Regions from separate parts of the Hordeum vulgare genome. Here region 1 is linked to region 2. A link is a contact called in public Hi-C data. All regions are on one chromosome and are shown on one strand. Each heading gives the region's core, a stretch centred on a gene start, on an enhancer-like site or on the middle of the called end of the contact. The rest is flanking DNA. Distances are from core to core; before and after follow the strand shown. Region 1 has its middle 34 kb from the start of LOC123450983. Region 2 has its middle 13 kb from the start of LOC123446954.

Region 1 (3,704 bases), core at 223-2,722, 130 kb after region 2:
GTCTGCGACGGCAGCGAGGCAACGGATCCGATGGTGGTACACTTACATTAAAGTTTTACTTGCCAAAATACAAATAAGGTTTGGGCGTTGGATACATTGAGATTTTTAACAATGCCCTCATAGCACGCTAGGACTGGGTGATTGTAAATGAATCGTAAAATAATTCAATGAAACATGTTAATGCCCCAGGTCCATCAATGCATTCCTTAGAATTTTCCCCGGTAACTGACGCGGGGATTCCTATGATTTTTTCATCGTTTTCCCTGCTATATTCAATTTAGTTATTTCTTTATTTTTTATTTTAATTTTTGTTTCCATTTTATTTCTTTTCAAATCATGAACGTTTTATGAATTCAGGAACATTTTATTGAAATCATGAACATTTTATGAATTTACGAACATTTACAGGTATCGTTAACTTTTTTTTTACAAATTTGTGAACATTTTTTTGAACTCATGTATATTCTTTACAAATTTACGACCATGTTTTTAAAACTCATGAACACGTTTTGAATCGGTGACTGTATTTTTGAATCAATGAATAATTATTGAAATTGGGAAAGAATAATTTAATTCACAAAATACATTATTTGGGCTGGCTCACTTGCACCTAATCGGAGCTGCAGGCGCCCGATCAGGAACTGGCGCCTGCAGTAGGACATATTTGGGCTGTCTCACTTGCACCTGGTGGCTCGAACGACATCAGTTTGAACCGTTCATTTTGAAAAAGCAAGAAAAAAAATAACTAAGAAATTCACAAAAAATCGAAACAATTGAGTGTCTAAAAAGGGTCAAGAATTTTGAAATAGTTCATTTAAATTTTATAAAAGTTCATTGAATTTGAAAAAAATCACCGTTTTGAGAAAAACTTTATCGATTTTGAAACAATATCATGATTTTGAAAGAGCTCATTGATTTTGGAAAAACGTTCATCATATTTGAAAAGAGTTCGTCAAATTTGAAAAAAAGTTCACCGGTTTTGAAAAACTGTTCATCAAATTTGAAAAGAGTTCATCAAATTCGAAAAAGAGTTCATCAAATTTGTAAAGAGTTCATCAAATTTGAAAAACTGTTCACTGATTTTGCAAAAAAACATCAAATTTGAAAGAAGTTCATCATTGAAAAAAAGAATAAATTTGATAAACTCTTTTCAAATAGTTGAACCAGGTTAAAGAAAAAAAAAGAAAAACTCGTTGAACCAGGTCAAAGAAATAAAAGAAAAAGGAAAAATAAAAAGGAAAAAAAGAAGAATGAAAGAATAAAAGAGATAAGGGTTTTTAGCTTATCAGAAACTGCTTCGTGCTGGGATGGTTACGTGACCATGTCTCTATATTGGACGTTCAAGGTTTGAACCGTGACCAACACGTTAAATTTTTGCGAATAAAAACATGAAGAATACCCTACATGGGTCGGCCCAGCACGGGGATGCTGCAGGCGTCCATTTGCAGAATTGCACAGTAACAAGCGTCTGTCGCGCTAAATAGGATTCGCCCCGCGCTACAGGCGCCCGTTCGCGCTCTAAAGCCGGCAGCACCCCATGCTGGGGCGGCCCATGAATAGCTCCGGGCGCCTCAATTCAGGCCCTAAAAAACTTAATTGATTGAAAAAAATAAAGTTCACCAATTTTGCAAAAAAGTTCTTCAACCTGCAAAAATGTTTCCCAAATTTTGTAAATAATAATAATCTGATCTGAGAAATGTTTACCACATTTGAGAAAGGCTCATCAACTTTCATAAATAGTTCAGTGCTTTTGAAAAATATTCATCATGTTTGAAAAATAATTATTCAACTTTTAAAAAAAGTACATCACATTTAAAAAAGTTCACCGAATTTACAAAAGTTCATCAATTTTTAAAAATTAATAAAATTTGGAAACAAGTACATTGATTTTTAGGAAAATTTGAAAACCTGAAAAAAAATCATTAATTTTGAAAAAAACTTTATTGAGTTAGATAAAAGTTCTTAGGATTTGAAAACGATCAAATCTTAAAATGTTCTTAGTATTTGAATAAAATCCACGCAATAAAGAAAAAAAAACCTTAAAATGAAAGGGAAAAAAGGAGGAATGAATTATAAAACGATCAAAGCGAAATATCTTTGAACAAGCACGCCGATGGTCTGATGGTTCGATAGGAGGTCTCGCAACGAAGCTGTCGTGTCTTTGAATCATGTCCCCGTACATTTCTGAAAACATAAGAAAATATAGATTTGAGTCGGCCCAACACAGGGCGCTGCACGCGCCAGTTTTCAAAATGCACACAAATGAGCGCGTGCAGCGCTACATAGGAAACGCCATGCGCTGGCTCGTTTGCTTGGAGGTACAACGCCAAACAAGAGGTCCAAACAGACGAAACTGGCTCAAATCCGCGAATGGCTCATTTCGGCCTCAAGTACTCTGCGTTAGAATTTTCTATTCTACGCTCATCGCATAGAATAGTAGCCAGTCCATAGGATATCAAGCACTCCTCCGCGACTTGGGCGTGCACACCGAGGACAATTTTCTTCTTGGCTAGTTTTGTGTGTTCTTTCCTCAATTTATTACTTTTTCCATCGTCTTTCTTTTTTCCATGAATTTCCCCCTTTTCCATTTTATGTTTCATTACTATTTTATATCCTGAATTGTTTAGAGATCTTGAATTGTTTAGTTTAGCGCTTCTAGCTCGTCAAGCATGGAGATTGTTAGAGAATCCAAATTCCTTGAGTGCAAAACTGTTGAAGGCGGCGTATTTCCCGTGAACACAAAAAATAGTCAAAAAATGATCGGGATAAAGCCCTATGTCGCTCCTAGGGGATGACTCGGGCGAATCCTACACAACCACCATCCCTTCTCCCTTTGATATTGCTCCCCCAACGCTGAAGGACACCTTCGATCAAGGGTCATGAGGCTGACGACGATAGTGGGTCCACATCCTTTTCACGCGATTGATGGCGGCGGGGGCCTATCGTTTCTTGTGTTGTGGGATCTTCGGACGGAGCTTCATTGCGGCCCTGGACGGCGTGGTTCATCCGACGGAGATGGGGAGAAATATCTAGGATCCTTGCTGAAAGGGGAAAAAAAATTCAAGAAACCCTTATCCATACTAAAAGGGGGAGAAGTTTTAAGGAAACCTTATCCATACAGAAAGGGGGAGATATTTTAAGAAACCCTTATCAAGAAGAAGAATCCAGGATCCCTTACTCTCAAGGAACCCTTACACTGTGACTCTTTTGAAAATTAATGCCAAAGGAGGAGATATATCAAAGCTTCTAAAAGTCTCTACCAAAGGAGGATTTATATCTAAGCTTACACATACACGGGTAGAGATATCATAGAGGGGGAGAGATGAAAAAGGAGGAGAAATCCGAGAGATACCAAAGAGTTATCTAAGCTTACGCTTACCCTAAGGGAGAGAAGGTTTTATTTGCATTTTATATTGCCTACTTTGGATTGAACTTGTCTCGCCCTACCTACTCCCAATATCTACATGCTATGATTGAGGGGGAGAGGAAATCATAAATATTCATTCTTAGGGGAGAACGTTTTAAATACTCTTGGAGACATATCTATAATCAAATCCTATTGTCAATATGTCTTCCATGTCTTGGTACTTTTGAAGCTCTTTGCATCTTTACAATAGAATACTTTTGTGGTATCTAAAAATTGTTTTCTCAAGTGTACTCCTAATGCTAAGATGCCCAAGAACTTCAAGGTAAGTATATGCATC
Region 2 (3,995 bases), core at 514-3,013:
CAATTTTATTATCGTTATAAAATCTCCTAGGCATTGTAGTTTACCAAGTTGCCCTAAACCACGGATATTCCAAAAAGCACCAATCATTTATTCTTGAATGGTTGTGACAAGCCACAAGGCTTCCTCTTGGATTGTATAACGTGGCTATCTAACTCCAGATCAGGAGTGCCCCTTATCTAAGAGGAGATATTTGCCGAGACTCATCGGAACCCACGTCAAGGCTAGTTTCTCCTAATTCTAAATTATCTCGGAGAAGAGTCTCCGGGTTATCATGATCAAATTGCAAGCATCTAATTTTCTCTTCATAAATCATATCTTGAATTATTTTTCTTGTTCCACATCATTTTTTTAATGCATAAATCCACGTTATTTATATGGGCAGCAAGAATATTTGGGGCAATGTTTGCAAATGATTTACCTTTGAAAGTAGATGGAATTTCCAGGTTTTCTTTTGTTTATAAGCAACAGCTTTGTCCATAATCTTGATATCACCATGGTTCATGGTCTTGGGCCTGTTAGCAATAGTGGGTCCCCAAGTTTTCGTCCGAGTGTTCAGTTTCTTCTTTGTTTCCGCTTCCTTCTCGACATTTTCAAATAGAGATCTCTTCGTAGATCCCAGACCAGTTACCACATCTTTAGATAAGCATTGTGATTCAGGATTCATTTCCACTTTCTCTTCATGAGATTCAGCCATTTTAAACATACTTAGTTGTTCACAGCAGTATCCCAAATCGGCTGGCATTGGCACAGAACCTGCAAAAGCAGGGGCATCTTGTCCCTGGCCGCACGGCTTTCTTTCATGTAATCTTTCTCAACCATCACCTCCACAGGTGAAGAATTTTCGACTAGCTCCACAAAAACCTCATGAACTTCACCATCAAGGATACGTGGATGGAATCAACTACAGAGACAGCTCCCAACTGAACAGCAGTACCTTTGCTCGAGAAGTTTGTCTTGTCTAATTCATACTCCGTCCGTCCGTGAATAAGTATACATCTAGGTTTTGCCAAAAGTCAAAGTTTTAAAATTTTAACCCATTTTATAAAAAAGAATGGTAGCATATGAAATCAAATTGGTACGTTATGGAACTACATTTCAAAAGGAATCTAGTGATACTAATTTAGTGCCATAAATGCTGCTATTCTTTCCTGTAAAATTTTAATTTAAAACAAAAGGTAGATGTACACTTATTTCCGGACCCCATTAAAACATTTTTCTAGCTTCGTCCCCTGCTGGTGGAAGCAGATAGTAATAGCATATCAGTGCAAAATCTGCATTTACGTCGTAGTACCATGTACTAACGTTAATACTCCTACTGCTCCAACTGATGAATCAACGAGTATAAATGCAGCAGCAGTACGATCCGACTACTGTCCTCTCCTCCTCCTCTACCTGTGGTGAAGGAAGAGGGTTTATGGCGCGCGCGGCACACTGATGATCCTGTGATTCTGATCCAGCACCGTCCCATGCGCACTTGTGACGACGGTTAATCGGGACGCCTGCGCTGCCGGTTCGAGTTGGGCGAGACCATGGCAGCGGCATTGATGCCCTCATCCTTCCTGAGATACGCGCGCGAGGCAGGCAGGCAGGCAGTAAAACCTCCAGGCCGCACGGGCCGTGCGAGAAGCCGGCCAGTGGCTCATTTACCACGGGCACGTCATCACGCGTACCTCGTGATGGCGAGCAGGGTAGGGCAGAGGGGCAGAGTAACTCATCTACTCCATCTATTTATCACGCTGGCCATGGCCATGGCCAGGAGCGATAGGCGGCAGCAGTACCAGGATGGCCATTCACTGCTCTGCTCGCGTGCGTACGGGGGCCGCCGAGTAATGGGGGTGCAGTGCAGTGCGCCACAAAGGCGATCGCGAGCTTGCATGCGGAATAGTGCTTCCTTTTCTCGTGGGTTGCAAATGGTGAACAGTCGTGTGAGACCACTGGGGTGGTTGCCGGTCGGGTTCGGCCGCGATCACCGTCGCTGTCTTCGCATCCCATCGGACCGCGTTGCACGAGCGGGCGAGCGAGGGAGATAAACGTTTTTTTTTCTAGGGGATGCGCACAGATTATACTTTCATCTGGTGCTACACCAGGTACACAATATAGTTTGGACATGGCAGGGGACGGTACGAATTAAAACAAGAGTAAATATACCAGGGAGAATTTGTGAAAAAAAAAAAATATATATATACTGTGTTAAAAAAACCGAAAGAAAAACACACAAGACCGTTTTGGGAAAAACTAAAAACGTAAAACCACTGTGAGACCGGTGCCTATGGCATTTACGAAGCAGCCTGCGACATAGTTTTAAAAACCGGATCGGACCGACGGTCGAACCCAAAAAAGCCGAAACCGATGGCCTCGGCGGTTTTTTTAAGCTAATAACACCGTTGTGCAACTGGACAGAAGAAAGTCGGTTTTCTGAAAAAATGTTGAAAATCCGAGCCATCGAACCGGGAAAACAAGTAAAATATATTAATAGATACTAGGAGATGCGGGATTCGATCCTAGGTCGCATGAACTGTACATGAGGCCTGCCCATGACCCAATAACTAACTTGGTTATGCTACTTCGTTGTTCACTACATGAAAATAATTTCATTTGACCATTATTTTACATTATTATTAGCACATGTATTACTCAACATATATTATTTTAGGTAAAAGTTTTGACAACCGAACCGGTGAACCGGCGGTCCAACCAGTAAAAATCTGAACCGAGAGCCTCATCGGTTCGATTACGAGTTCGGTGTTTTAAATTATGCCTCACAGACCCTCTCTCGACTAACAACGAATTACAGAAAAATCGGAATTGCTACATATCGCTCACAAAACCTTTCTCTTGTGTCATCCCATTAGATGGGACACGTGGTTATGCCAAGTTTTGAAAAGCTTCAACAACTTTTCTCTCCTTTATGTTGTTTCAACCTTTTTTCCTTCTCCCCCCCTTTTCTTCTTCTTCATTTCCCACTTTTTCCATCCTTTCCTATTTATACCCCATGATTTTTTAAATCTGTGAACAATTTTTAATTTCTTGATCATTTGTCTGAATTCATGAAATTTTAAATTTTTTTGACCAATTATCAAATTTGTGAACCTTTTTAAATTTTGTGAAAAAATTCCTGTTTTTATAACATTCTTCAAATTTGTTAGTTTGTTTTCAAATTCAAGATATTTTTAGATTCATGATTTGTTTAAAAAAAATGAGTGCATTATAAATTTCATGATTTTGTTTCAAGTCCCAAACATTTTTAATTGTAAAAACATAACAAATTTATTGATAAATCTGAGCTCTCAATTTTTCTAAAATATCTAAACTTTTTATAATTTGTGAAATATCTTTAAATTCATAAAAATCTTTTAGTATCACAATCTTTTAGTATCATGAGTATCTCAGTTTTTATTAAAATGTCTAAACTATTTTAGTATCATTTGCTGAATCTTTCTATATTTAGCAATATAAACACATTATAATTTCTTATTATTTAACACATGTTAATTTTAGTTTGTACACACATAGAGTAAAAACTAAATAAATGTAAAAATGATCAAGAACTAAGGAAAATATAATGAAAAGGCAAACATATCAGTGGCCATCATTGTTGAATTTCGTTATCATTTTTCTAAATTCAGAAAATATACAATGTTTTTGACCAATTATCAAATTTGGGAACACTTTTAAGTTTTCTGAACATTTTTCTAGTTCCATAACATTATTAAAATTTGTTAGTTTCTTTTCAACTTCAAGATATATTTTAGATTCATTTTTTTTAAGTTAGTGTATTTTAAATTTTATGATTTTGTTTCAAATCCCGAATATTTTTCTAGAAAATGTGGAACACTTGTTTAAATTTTTGTTTTTTTCAAGTTGTTGAACATTTTTAATTGTAAAAACGTGACAAATCCATTGATAAATCCGAGCTCTCAATTGCTTAAAAAATATCCAATTTTTTAATAATTTTTGAACCAGTTTTAAATTCATAAACATCTTTTTGTATTACA

What was found. Hi-C and Micro-C count contacts between places; a contact is called where the count stands out from the background.
Region 1: a contact with region 2 is called in a Hi-C map of leaf, with 2.2 times the contacts expected there. The contact joins two enhancer-like sites. A contact is called at or near these places in 2 of 6 Hi-C or Micro-C datasets (leaf and seedling).

What each region holds. Positions count from the first base shown.
Region 1 is chr4H:5,612,894-5,616,597 of MorexV3_pseudomolecules_assembly, forward strand. No RefSeq gene overlaps it. Among protein-coding and RNA genes, the nearest start is that of LOC123450983, 34 kb to the right of the region's middle. Within about 2 kb of position 1,473, at least 3 of the 3 cell types and tissues checked have open chromatin away from gene starts, as enhancers often do. A contact at or near this core is called in leaf and seedling, where this site is marked.
Region 2 is chr4H:5,486,593-5,490,587 of MorexV3_pseudomolecules_assembly, forward strand. No RefSeq gene overlaps it. Among protein-coding and RNA genes, the nearest start is that of LOC123446954, 13 kb to the left of the region's middle. Within about 2 kb of position 1,764, at least 3 of the 3 cell types and tissues checked have open chromatin away from gene starts, as enhancers often do. A contact at or near this core is called in leaf and seedling, where this site is marked.